Linked DNA regions of Mus musculus: region 1 is linked to region 2. A link is a contact called in public ChIA-PET data. All regions are on one chromosome and are shown on one strand. The core of a region is the stretch at or near the end of the contact, and the rest is flanking DNA. Distances in the headings are between cores, read along the strand shown. Region 1 holds the start of Rpl34 (ribosomal protein L34). Region 2 has its middle 15 kb from the start of Gm36443.

The links. ChIA-PET counts read pairs in DNA pulled down with a chosen protein or histone mark.
Region 1: a contact with region 2 is called in an RNA polymerase II ChIA-PET map of memory CD8 T cells, with 319 read pairs. The contact joins the promoter of Rpl34 here to the enhancer-like site in region 2. A contact is called at or near these places in 2 of 39 promoter capture datasets (macrophages and pre-B cells), 10 of 484 Hi-C or Micro-C datasets (the 63-12 cell line, B cells, Th1 cells and 6 more) and 4 of 115 datasets of contacts at active chromatin or transcription factors (the 230-238 cell line, effector CD8 T cells, embryonic stem cells and 1 more).

What each region holds. Positions count from the first base shown.
Region 1 is chr3:130,726,965-130,732,876 of GRCm38.p6, forward strand. Rpl34 (ribosomal protein L34) reads right to left here and starts at 3,434. Exons shown (of 5, transcript NM_001005859.3): 1 at 3,354-3,434; 2 at 2,265-2,338; 3 at 2,087-2,186; 4 at 1,784-1,887. The coding sequence starts at 2,329.
Region 2 is chr3:130,816,248-130,822,059 of GRCm38.p6, forward strand. No RefSeq gene overlaps it. Among named protein-coding and RNA genes, the nearest start is that of Gm36443, 15 kb to the left of the region's middle. Within about 2 kb of position 2,649, at least 91 of the 459 cell types and tissues checked have an H3K27ac peak or open chromatin away from gene starts, as enhancers often do. A contact at or near this core is called in the 63-12 cell line, Th1 cells, cortical neurons and 2 more, where this site is marked.

The DNA.
Region 1 (5,912 bases), core at 2,184-4,683, 88 kb before region 2:
AAGAAAAACAAACCAGTTATTAACATGGGAACGTTACCTTGTAAGATGAAGCAAAGCAATCAAGGGCCTAGAAAAATACACAAAAAATGTCACAAAGCTTATGAAGTTACATGAATATTTGTGGAGGACTTCTCCAATCCAAGTAATCTTGACTGCTTCATGATCACTCATAAAATAAACTGGCTGTGCTGGCCAAGTTTTCTGTCAACTAGGCACAAGCTAGAGTCATACAGGAAGAGGGACCATCAATCAGGAAATGCCTCCAAGATTGGCCTGTGCGCAGCACCACACTGGGCCTTGAATGTGTGCTTTAGGAAGGCAGTCTGAGAAGGCCAAGGAGAACAAGCCAGCAAGCAGCATTCCCCATGGCCTCTGCTTCAGCTCCTGCCCTGACTTCCCTCAGTGATGGGACTAGCACCTCCAAGTGCAAAATAACATCCACCCCAAGTCACCTCTGGTCACAGTTATCACAGTAATAGAAACTTAACAGACAACACCCAAGACAAGACCATCACTTAAATAGTTTCTGACTAACGTTATTTCTTGCACCAGGATCCAGGACATATTATTGAAATGTTTTATTCACTTTATTATTTTCCATAAAACCTAGCTACCAGCTGTGAACTGGAACGTGTGTGTGTGTTGTGTGTTAGTGTTAAAGACAAGGACACCATCTCTTTTTTTTTCGAGACGGGGTTTCTTTGTATAGTCTTGGCTGCTGGCTGTCCTGGAACTCACTTTGTAGACCAGGCTGGCCTCAAACTCAGAAATCCGCCTGCCTCTGCCTCCCCCCATCTTGTTAGGCCCAAATCTAGATTCTGTAGGGGATGAATCAAATATGCCAAGCAAATCCCCGTAGCTCAAAAGTCACCACCTTAAGGTCAAACACCAGAGCCTGGAAATCTTTTCCGTTTGCATCATTCAGGTTTGGCCTCAAATGCCAGCCCAGCTTCTACAACTGCATGACATTTCTCTGCTCTATGTTATGAGTCCAGATGGCCTGCATTAGAACATCTGCCCCGTGCCTGTATTAAGGTACTAGGCCTTCCTCCTTTTAGTGAACAACTACCACAAACAGGGCAGGCAGATTATTGTTGTCAAGACACAAAACAAAAAACCCACTTGGTCAGAGCATTCTGTAAAACTACCAAACAAACCAGAGTCCAGCCCGGCTTCTGAATTCTCCCCTTAGACACTGAGCACTGCACTGTACTAACTATGAGTATGAAACTGGAAGTGCTGGTTTCCCCCCTAAACAACCCCACCTAGCCAGAAAGTCCACCCAGAAGTTCTGAAATGTTATCTGGTGCTCTGCAAATAAGCCACAACCATCCTTGCACTCTTCCCAGATTCCAAAAGATTTAAACCACCAAACCCTCTCTAGGCCAGTAAGGCAAGGGCTTGCTGCCTAAAAGCATCTGTATATCCCAGACCTTCATCTTGTCAAGCCGGACCCTCAGTTTTGCTTCGAGTCACCTGGTTCTACCATCCAAGACTAAAGCCCTTCACAATCTTTTCTACCTTTGTCTGTCACCTCCTCAATCAGCCACCCAAACCAACACTGTTCCCTAACCCTCCAAGACCGTCTCCTCCCCAGCTGCCTACGAGCGATCAAACACTAACTCAGCATCTCTTTCCTGTCTGCTCTCTGTAAACCAAAGCTACTTTAAAGACACCCCCAAATTCTGACACAACAGGAGCACCTAGCAGGTGTCAAGGGGCGACTCCAAGCTCACATGCCGTGTGACAAACACCCAGCTTGCCTCGGCCCTCACTCACTCACCTGTCACGGACACACTTGGCACACATGGAGCCGCCATAGGCCCTGCTGACGTGCTTCTGTGTCTTAGACAGTCTCATAAGGACTTTGGGCCGCACAGCACGAACCTGTAGAACAAAGACCGTGATTACCTTAAGATGCTCAAGGAGAAAGACATTTATTTCCTAGTAACTGGGAACTGGGTTACAAAGGGAAGTCTGCTTTTACTGGGAAGCCATTTTGGTCATTTCTCACATTGGCTACTTCGGACTAGAGATATCAAGTCCGCCTACTGAGGGATTAAAACTCTATCAAAAGGACACTCACCCCTCGAAGTCTGCCTGGGCACACGCCACATGCAGATTTAGGTGCTTTCCCAACCTTCTTGGTGTAGAGGTAAACAATCCTGTTGCCAGGGGTTCGAGACCTAGGAAGGGAGATTGTAAGTAGCTCAGCATACTAGAGAAAGCGATTTGAAAGTTATTTCAAACTTGCAGATACTTACAGCCTAGTTTTGTTAGAGGCTGTGTTGTAGGAAAGCCTACGGCGGTATGTCAAACGCTGGACCATCCTGAGTGCCTACAATTTAGAGAGAACACAATCACCTTTCACCATAATAAAGGCCAAAGCGTCACCACATAAAATATCTTACATTCATATACACACTCATTCACACCGTGCTCTTACAAAGGCCCGGTTCTAAAGAATCCCACATTTAAACTAGAGATGAAGAGCTCCTGGGCTCTAAGACAGTATTCCCCCCTAATTTATACAGCTACCAGTAGGATGAAGACACCGAACTACCCCAGTGGCGGCAGCTGGTAAGGCGTCATGACAATCTAGGTCTTGTCCCAAAACAGCGTCCTGGAGAAGTCTTGTTTACTACTAGGGCCGGGTTTCGTGCTGTTTCAAATCCAACTTCGTTCGTTCCTTAGCAGACCAGCTACTAAAGGACTCTCCAGCCCGCAGCAGCGATGCTGCATTTTGGACTCCAGACCGTCAACGTGCCAGACAAACATTCTACCCGAGAGCTTCACACACAGGCGACTTCGTTTAAATCTCAAGCCCTGGGACGAATGGCTGGAGTTGATTAATAAGCGCTACAGGTGACCTGTCTTCCACACCTTCCCAACACCCACTTTACGTAAAAGGAGCCCAAACGCCAAGCGCGACCCGGACCAGTGCTAAGGACCCTGAGCCGCCACTGCTTGATTCGTATCTTCCTAACCAAGCCAGCCGCCGCCGCCGCGTCCCGCTCGCTGACTAGCCACCATGGCAGACAGCACCAGGGGAGCAGCCGGAGGCCGCGCTCCGCTCGCTCTGCGCTTCACGACCACGACTCGGTCTCTCGCTCGCCGTAGCCGACGGCCAGGGTGCGCGCAGCTCCGGCCACTCACCGCTTCGGAAGCCGGGTTTGATCTCGGGCTTCCCGAGTCTACGAGCCGAGGCCTCGGCCGGTACGCACCTCTCCTCGTCCCTCACCACCGACCCCAGCGACAGTCCCGACCCCAAGGGCGTCCCGCCCGCCTGACGCCTCGGATGGCTACGGATCGTAAACGGTAAAAAAACACAGAGCAGAAGAAGGCCACCATACCTCTGAGCACCGTCCCCGGAAGAGGAAAAGGAAGGGGCGGGTGAGTTCAGGGGTCAAGTGTGACGGCGCCGGACAGGAAGTACGTCAGGGAAGGCGGCGCGTCAGCGAGCGCGCCGCCATGTTGTACGGAAGCGGACGCGGGGAACCTGTGTGGATGGCGCCGCGTTGAGCGGCGGATGTGTAGTGCGGCTTCCGTAGGCGGGTGCGTTTTCTAGCCCCGGTAGGAACGTCACGTGAGAAGTTAGGTGTAGGGTCCCTGGTGGGAGCAAAAGCGAGTGACAGAGGAGGCGTCCCCACTTCCATAAGAGAAAACAAGGGCCACGATGCCTTTATCCTAGGGTAATTAGACCTGGTTTAAAATCTTTATGGCGTCCTGTACATAAGGTAGCCCGGGCCCTTCTGCTTCCCGGCCTCTTCTGTTTTTCAGCCAGAGCACACACTTTACAGACTTTTAACCAAGCATTTGCTAATTACTAGCTATCTCACTTTGGGCAAGTCCGCAAGTCTCTAAAAGGAAGATATTAAATACCCCTGTGGCGCTCTGATCAAAAGATCTCCCAAAGTTAAAGCACTTAACCTGCAAGTCTTACAGAGAGCAAGAACGCTATAAAGGGTGGTTAATTTATGATTGTGTGCAAACGACTATTTGAGACTTTGCCTGGATGGTAAAGTTTTGTCTGCAAGATGAAGAGGAGGACCAGAGGGAGTCAGCGACCTCCAAATGTCTATGTGAACGTTTACACTATGGGTCCTTGTTTTTCATCATGTTGTCAAAAGTAATGAACACCTTCCTTGGACTTGAAAGAAGAGCCCATTATCACTGCCATCTTTGTCAAGAAACTAGGTAAACCGCTCTGACTATATCCTTTCCTCGGGTCTCTCTCAAATAGCTGTCCGTATGCATGCGCCTGCGGTCTCTGTTCTTCCCACTGTGGAATCTCTCCAGTCTCTGTTTTAGGCGTTGGATAAAGGCTGGTGTAGAGAGACAAACCTAGTTTTGAATAAATGAATGAATACATTTCCTTATTCATTTTTAAATGAAGACATGCCAAGGCAAGATCATCAAATTAAGCCGGGCAGTGGTGGCGCACGCCTTTAATCCCAGCACTTGGGAGGCAGAGGCAGGCAGATTTCTGAGTTCAAGGCCAGCCAGCCTGGTCTACAGAGTGAGTTCCAGGACATCCAGGGCTACACAGAGAAACCCTGTCTCGAAAAAGCAAAAAAAAAAAAAAAAAAAAAAAAAAAAAAGCAAAAAAAAAAGAAAAAAAAAGTCATCAAATTAATGACCTAAATGTTTTCACCCAGTCCATTCATGTTTTCATTGCATAACATGTAATGCCCTGATATAATCAGCTACCCGCTAACAACCACATGGTTAATAAAGTGTTCCACTCCATGGAGCGCTACAGATTCTGACGAATAATGGTGTAAAAGGAAAAAGAGTCGACACTGAAAACCTTCCAATCTCTCCATCTTGATGCAGATAAACATAGCCACACTTAGAAATCACATTAAAAGCTGTATCTGCAGCTCATTTCAAATAAGAGATGCAGTTAGGAATGTTCCCTCTCCCCTTCCCTTAGTTAAATCCACATCAACCCGGTTATTAATTTAAAAAAATAGTGTGGGCAAAAACGGATAGCCCACGATTTTATCTTACACAGAGATTGCTGTGAGTTCGAGGCTAGCTTGATCTATATACATCTGCTCAGTGAAATTCTATGTAGCAATAAGAATAAAAAATAATTGGGCAGTGGTGGCACACATCTTTTGTCAGATCTCTGTGAGTTTGAAACCAGCCTGGTCTTCAGAGCATGTCCCAGTACAGTCAGGGCTACACACAGAAAACTGTCTCAAAAAACAAAACAAAACAAAAATTATTTTTGAAAATTTTAAAAAAGACTATGGATGAATGGTATAAAAATTAGGTAAGAGACAGCATATATGTAAAAGAACATGAGAAGAGCGACCTTGAACGGTCAGAGGTCAGCACTGTGTTATCTTTGGAGAAAGAGGGAGGAAGAGAAGGCAGAGGACCTATCTGGAGTGATGATCATAATGTCTTGACTTCTGGGTTAAGTTTGTGAATCTGTATGGAGTTATATACTTATCACTCATGGAAACATTTCAATGATTGTATCTACAGGATCTTTGAGGACAGGGCTGGAGAGTTAAGATCATTCACTGCACTTCCCGAGCACTGGGTTCAATTTCCAGCACACATGGTGGCTCACAATCACCCTTGGGATTTGATGCCATCTTCAGACTTTTGTGGGCACTAAACACACAGACAGTACAGACATACAAGCACACCACACACCGAAACACAGAAAAGAAAATGAATCACAAATGTTTTAAAGAATCTTTGTATAAACTACAAGTAGTTATAGAGGAATTTACCAAGACAACTGAAAGATAATATACAATAAATTACATTTCTGAATACCAGCAACAAAATAGAATTAATAATGTAAGGCAGTGGTTCTCAAGGACCCTTTCAAAAATATCAGATATCTACATTATGATTCATAACAGTAGCAAAATTATAGTTATGAAGAA
Region 2 (5,812 bases), core at 1,399-3,898:
AAGAGTTTTGGAGTTAACTGCTGGAGAGGTGGCTCTGCAGTTGAGAGCAATGGCTGCTTTTGAGGAGGCCTCTGGTTTGTTTCTTAGCATCTACATGATAGCTCACAACTGTGTATAACTACAGTTCCAGGGGACCTAACACCCTCTTCTGGTCACCTTAGGAGCCAAGCATATACATACATATATTCAGGCAAAACAATAATACACATACACAAAGAGAAATAAATGAAGTAATTTTAAGAGAAACTTTAAAAAAAATCCTAAAAGCACTTTAAGCTTTGGCACACCAGGAAGGTGGCCATCTCCACATACATCAGCTGAAATAACATTTCCTGCCATGTTTTTCAGAGGTTGGAGTAATTATTGCATAAGTCTCTAAACCTTCCGTTCTGTGGCACCGAGGCTGGTTTAGAGTGAAGATGGCTCTCTTTAGTGAAGCGAGAGCTTCTTATGTTGGCTTCCCTCTCTTTTTGTCTCCCACGATCCCCCCCCCAGGTAAGGGCAAGTGTCGGTGTGTGAGTGTGAGTGCCTTCTCATGGCTTGCAAGCCTGGCGATGTCTCTCAATCACTGAGCTTTCTAATGCATCCTATTTTTGTATTTGTCTTAGTGTTGCTGCCAATGCTTGATGAAAAATAATTCATAAGAAAAGCAAAACAGCAGAAACCAACGGACACCATAATAAACCCGCTGCATTTAGCTTGTCCGTGGCCCCTCGGGTAGTCCTATGACTTGGTCATTACTTAACTGTATTACAAGGAAACTGTTACCAAGGCCACCCAGTTAAGTGTCCCAAATTTTTACTCCTTTTTTTGCTGCACTCCTTTTTTTTTTTTTTTTTTTTTTTTTTTTTTTTTTTTTTTGCTGAGGATACCAAAACCACCTTCAAGATGATAACGCCTGGGTCCTCCCACATTGTCTTGTTCCTTCAGAAGACAGAGGTCACTCCCACTGACAGTTCACATTTCCATCCATAGAACGTGTCTATTCTCCTTTCCAGCCAAACCATGTGCTTTAATGCTGAACAAAAGCTAAAGGAGGCTTCCACAGACTTTAATGGGTCCATGATCCCAGTGTTGGGGAGGCTGAGGCAGCGGGATTATGAATTCAAGCTCAGACTGAGCTACAAAATAAAACAAAACAACAACAGAAACAAACAACCCCCCCCCAAAGAATATACAAGGGGAAGGTAGAAAATTATTGAAAACTTGGTGTTAATAAATATTAATAAAAACATACTATTGACTTGGACTTTTTGATGTTTCTACTATTTATTAGCTTGAAAAAAATGATTCTTAAATATTTAGCTTCTCACCTGATTGTGTTATTTTATGTCCTGTTTCAATTCTTTGTTTATTGTTTGCTTTTGAGACACAGTCTTGTCTTGTAGCTATGCTGGCCTTGGACTTGGTTCTTCCTTCCTGTGCCACGCATATAAGCATACGGCACCATATCTGATGCACACAGCATCATATCTGATGCATACAGCAACATATCTGATGCATACAGCATCATATCTGATGTTGTGTCTTGCTTTGACTGGAGGGCTCATGAGTGACGCACACCAGACTCCACAGGCTGGGAGCCAACCCTGGGAAGTAGGGTCACAGTCAGTCATGACCATGGTGTATTGATGGTGTATTTGACCCAGGATCTAGGCTGAAAGCAGCCATGTAGAAGTACTGTTAACTCTCAGGAGCCTCTTGCCATCCTAGAACTGGATTAGAATGTTCTGGATAATGAAGAAGCTAGCTCGCTTCTCAGCTCCTATCAGCTGTCGTTCTGTGGGTAAGTTTAAAGGTAGACTGTCCAGTTAGCATTTATCTATACTTGGTAAAAGGTAGCTACTTGTATATTATAAATTAGTCATGAAGTTAAACTGTCATCACGGTGTTGTAAGAGCAGGCCACATGGTGCCTGCTTGGGTTGTTGTACCAGTAGAGCTGAGCCTTCACTATTCCTTATTTTTTGTGGGTGCCAATAGTTTCTCATGGCACAGTTGAGCCTGATGACTTTGTTTAGAAATTAAAAAAAAAATTCATAGTTAACTCCAGAGATATATGAGTCTCATTTTCTTCAGTATTTTTTTAAATTAAAATTTTTAAAAATTAGAATGAAATGATCTTTAAAAATAATGTGTGTGTGTGTGTGAGAGAGAGAGAGAGAGACAGAGAGAGAGAGAGAGAGAGAGAGAGAGAGAGACAGAGAGAGAGTGTGTGTGTGAATGGAGGTCAGAGGACAACTTGTGGAAGTCAGTTCTCTCCGTCCATCATGTGGATTCTAGAGATTGAACTACAGTTGTCAGGGCTGGCAGCAAGCATCTAATTAGGCATATCCCCTGTGAGCATTTCCTAGCGCTGCTTGCTTTGATAATATTAAAACCATCTGCCTTCATTGCCTACAGGTCCGGGGATTAAGGGGTAAGATATCCCAGTACAGAGACAAAGGAAGGATTTATTAAATAGTAAGGTGAGATATTTGTTGTGTATAATTCAAAATATACGTGTGTGTGTGCAGTACACACAAGGTGAAGAGCGCCAGGATGGAGGAAAACAGCCTTTGGATTTTACGAAGTCCTCTGGGAGCTCTCGTTCCAAAAGTCGAACTAGCAGCCGCCACTAGATGGTGCTAAGCAGCAGGGAGGCGCGGCTTGGCGCCTTTCGGCTCCCCTCCCCCACCGCGGAACCTGCATCGCTTGCTTGATTCCTTGCTCTGTGTGCTTGATGCTCTGAGAACGATTGTCCAGGAATGTCTAATAATAACAAAAGCCCGTTTAAACATTAGACAAACACGAGCCTAGGTGGGTAAACATCGTCAGTGGCCCTCTCCTTTGTCTGTCAGTAAAAGGAGTGAGGCTCAGTAGCCTAAAATGTAAACTGGTGGGTGAGTTTCCGAGTACTCAGTTCAGTACTAAGGAACTCTTTGAAATACGCGGATTGTCTGTTCCAGGTGAAGAGGGTGGGGGTTGGGGGCGAAGCGGTCTTGAAGGGGAGAAATTTGAATTACCTTTGGCAGCATGGCGCACGCCCGTGGGTTAGAGTTGGAGGCTGTTGGATTTGAACTTGGGAATTTATAAGAGTCGGAAACTGGAGTTGTCTGTGCAGAGCTCATAGATTGCTACTCCTAACAACAGGTGGCACCTGTGACACGAGACAAGTCTTTGCCTTTTCTTTCTGCTTAAGACCTTTTGGACTCTTTAACACAGGGTGCCTGCTCTTGCCTGAACTATCTAAATGCATCCTGTCAAACCAGGAGTCTGCTCTTCATTGCTGTTCTAGATTTCAGGCCAGGCAAAAACATGGCGTGGCGGGGTGGAGGAGGGGAGCGAAGGAAACCTTTAGGAGCAAAGTCAACTTTGTATCCACTTCCTCACTGGGGGGGAAAAAAGCATGAAGCGTTTGATTAATGTAGATACATAGATGTTCATTTAGACACAACCTGTGGGTGGGTGGGGGTGGAATCCACTAAGGTGTTTACAAATTTTAACTTCAAACTGAAGAGATTACTGTAGATGCTACTGCCAAACCAACCAGAGCAGAATTTCTTGAGATTATGTATCTATGACCCCCCCCCTTTTTTTTTCCTGCGTAGAATTAGGCTGGCGGGACACTTCCTATTGATGCCTACAGGGGACAAACTGTACTGCAGCAGTTTGCAATGGAAGATTGTTTATGTGCCATGCGATCTGAGAGGCGCGATTGTGAATGGGGGAAGCAAAGGGAATTGGAGTGTATAAATTGCCAGAAATCAGGGTAAATCATTCGGAGGAAGTGCTCAAAAACAAGACGAAAAACCCAGAGGGGTCTTCAGGAAAAGGAGACCACGGTCAGGAGCAGCAGAGACACGCATGCGTGGATGTGTTTGTTTGTTTTTTGTTTTTTCTATTTCTAGGCAACTGTAGAGGGAAGGTGAGCTGTGTTTCTGGGGGGAGGGCCAGGAGAGTGGGAACAGACTGGGGGCGAGGGGAGAGGAGGGACACGCCAAACTTAACGTCTGTAGTAAAAGTCAGAGAATTGTTCTGGTTCGTTTTCACACAGGGCCATGCTGAGTGAGCACCCAGGAGGCATCAGAGCTGGAGTCCAGTGATGCTGGGTAGAGGCACCCGGGCTGTAGGCCCGGCTCAGGAAAGGCTCATCGTGGTCACAGACTATGTTTGGGTACTGGGCTCTCTCTGTGAAACAGAAAGCTAGACTGTGCTCTCAGGAGTAGCTCTGGGCTGCTGGAGTGCTCACAATGGTGGGGTCGGTTTGGTGAAGAAATGGTTTGAACAGAGAAGCTCTGGAAAACTTCAGTCAAGTACGTATTTCTTCATAAGAGTTAGTCTAAACCTTAGCAATCTACAAGAATACTCTAGTCTTTCTAGGTCGGGAATCCAATGGTGACAAATTTCCTAGAATGGTCCCCGTCCAAGGAGTTTCTTTAGATTCCTGGTAAATTTCCTGCTGGTTGTTGGCAGAAGGACACAGTTCCCCACAGCTGGGCCTATTTATAGGGCTACTCAAGTGTTTTCAATATGGCTGGCTTCTCCCAGGAAGAAATTTGAAAATCCCTTTAAAGCCATTGTTAGTGGGTTTAGTGGGGGCATTTCCACTTCTTGGCTGTTCAGGATGCTAAAGCTGGAGAGTCATTTCAGTTAGGGATTTGCGGCCAGCCTGGGCAATATGATGATATTCCTGTGTCCAGTAAGCAAATGAGAAAAAAAAAAAAAAACCTGAAAACCACCTCAGAGAAATTGGACATCAAGGTACTGGCTAGACAGAAACCTCTAAGACAGCTGCAGCAGGGGTGTGTCCAATAGTGTTTCTGCAGTGCAATCACCCAATGATGTTGTCACCACTGAAAAATTAAGTAACAGATGTCCTTGCAAGAGTCTTGGAGGCTGGAGGCTGGGAATCAATAGCTGGCTTTTCACAACAGTGGTCCTCAACCTGTGGGTCGCGACCCCATTGACAAACCTCTATAAAATATTTATAGTATATAAAATATTTACATTACTATTCCTACCTGCAGCAAAACTACAGTTATAAATAGAGATGAAAATAACTTTTTAAAAAATATTTATTTATTTTATGTATGTGAGTACACTGTAGCTGTACAGATGGTTGTGAGCCTTCATGTAGTTGTTGGGAATTGAATTTAGGACCTCTGCTCACTCTGGTCAACTCCACTTGCTCAGTCCCTGCTCGCTCCAGCCCAAAGATTTATTTATTATTATACATAAGTACACTGTAGCTGTCTTCAGAAGTACCAGAAGAGGGTGTCAGATCTCTGTTCGGGTGGTTGCTGGGATTTGAATTCAGGACCTTCAGAAGAGCAGTCAGTGCTCTTACCCGCTGAGCCATCTTGCCAGCCCCAAGATGAAAAAAACTTTTATGGTTGGGTGTCACCACAACATGAGGAACTGTATTAAAGGGTATTAGCATTAGGAATGTTGAGAACCACTACTTTATAGGGTGTTTGTTTGTTTCTTTGCTTTTTAAATGTATATAAGTGCTCTAGCTGCACACCAGAAGAGGGCGTCAGATCTCTTTATGGGTGGTTGTGAGCCACCATGTGGGTGCTGGGAATTGAACTCAGGACCTCTGGAAGGAGAAGCCAATGCTCTTAACCACTGAGCCATCTCTTCAGCCTACCCTGCAGGGTCTTAACTCAGTAGTATTGACTGGCCTCAAATCCATGATCTCTCTGCCTCAGCCACCCATGTACTGGATGTACGTGTGTATACCACTATGCCTGGCAAAATTCTATATCTTTAAAGCTTCTAAAACAATTACGAGTACAGAGAGGCTTGAGAAACCCGTCTGGGTTCCAACT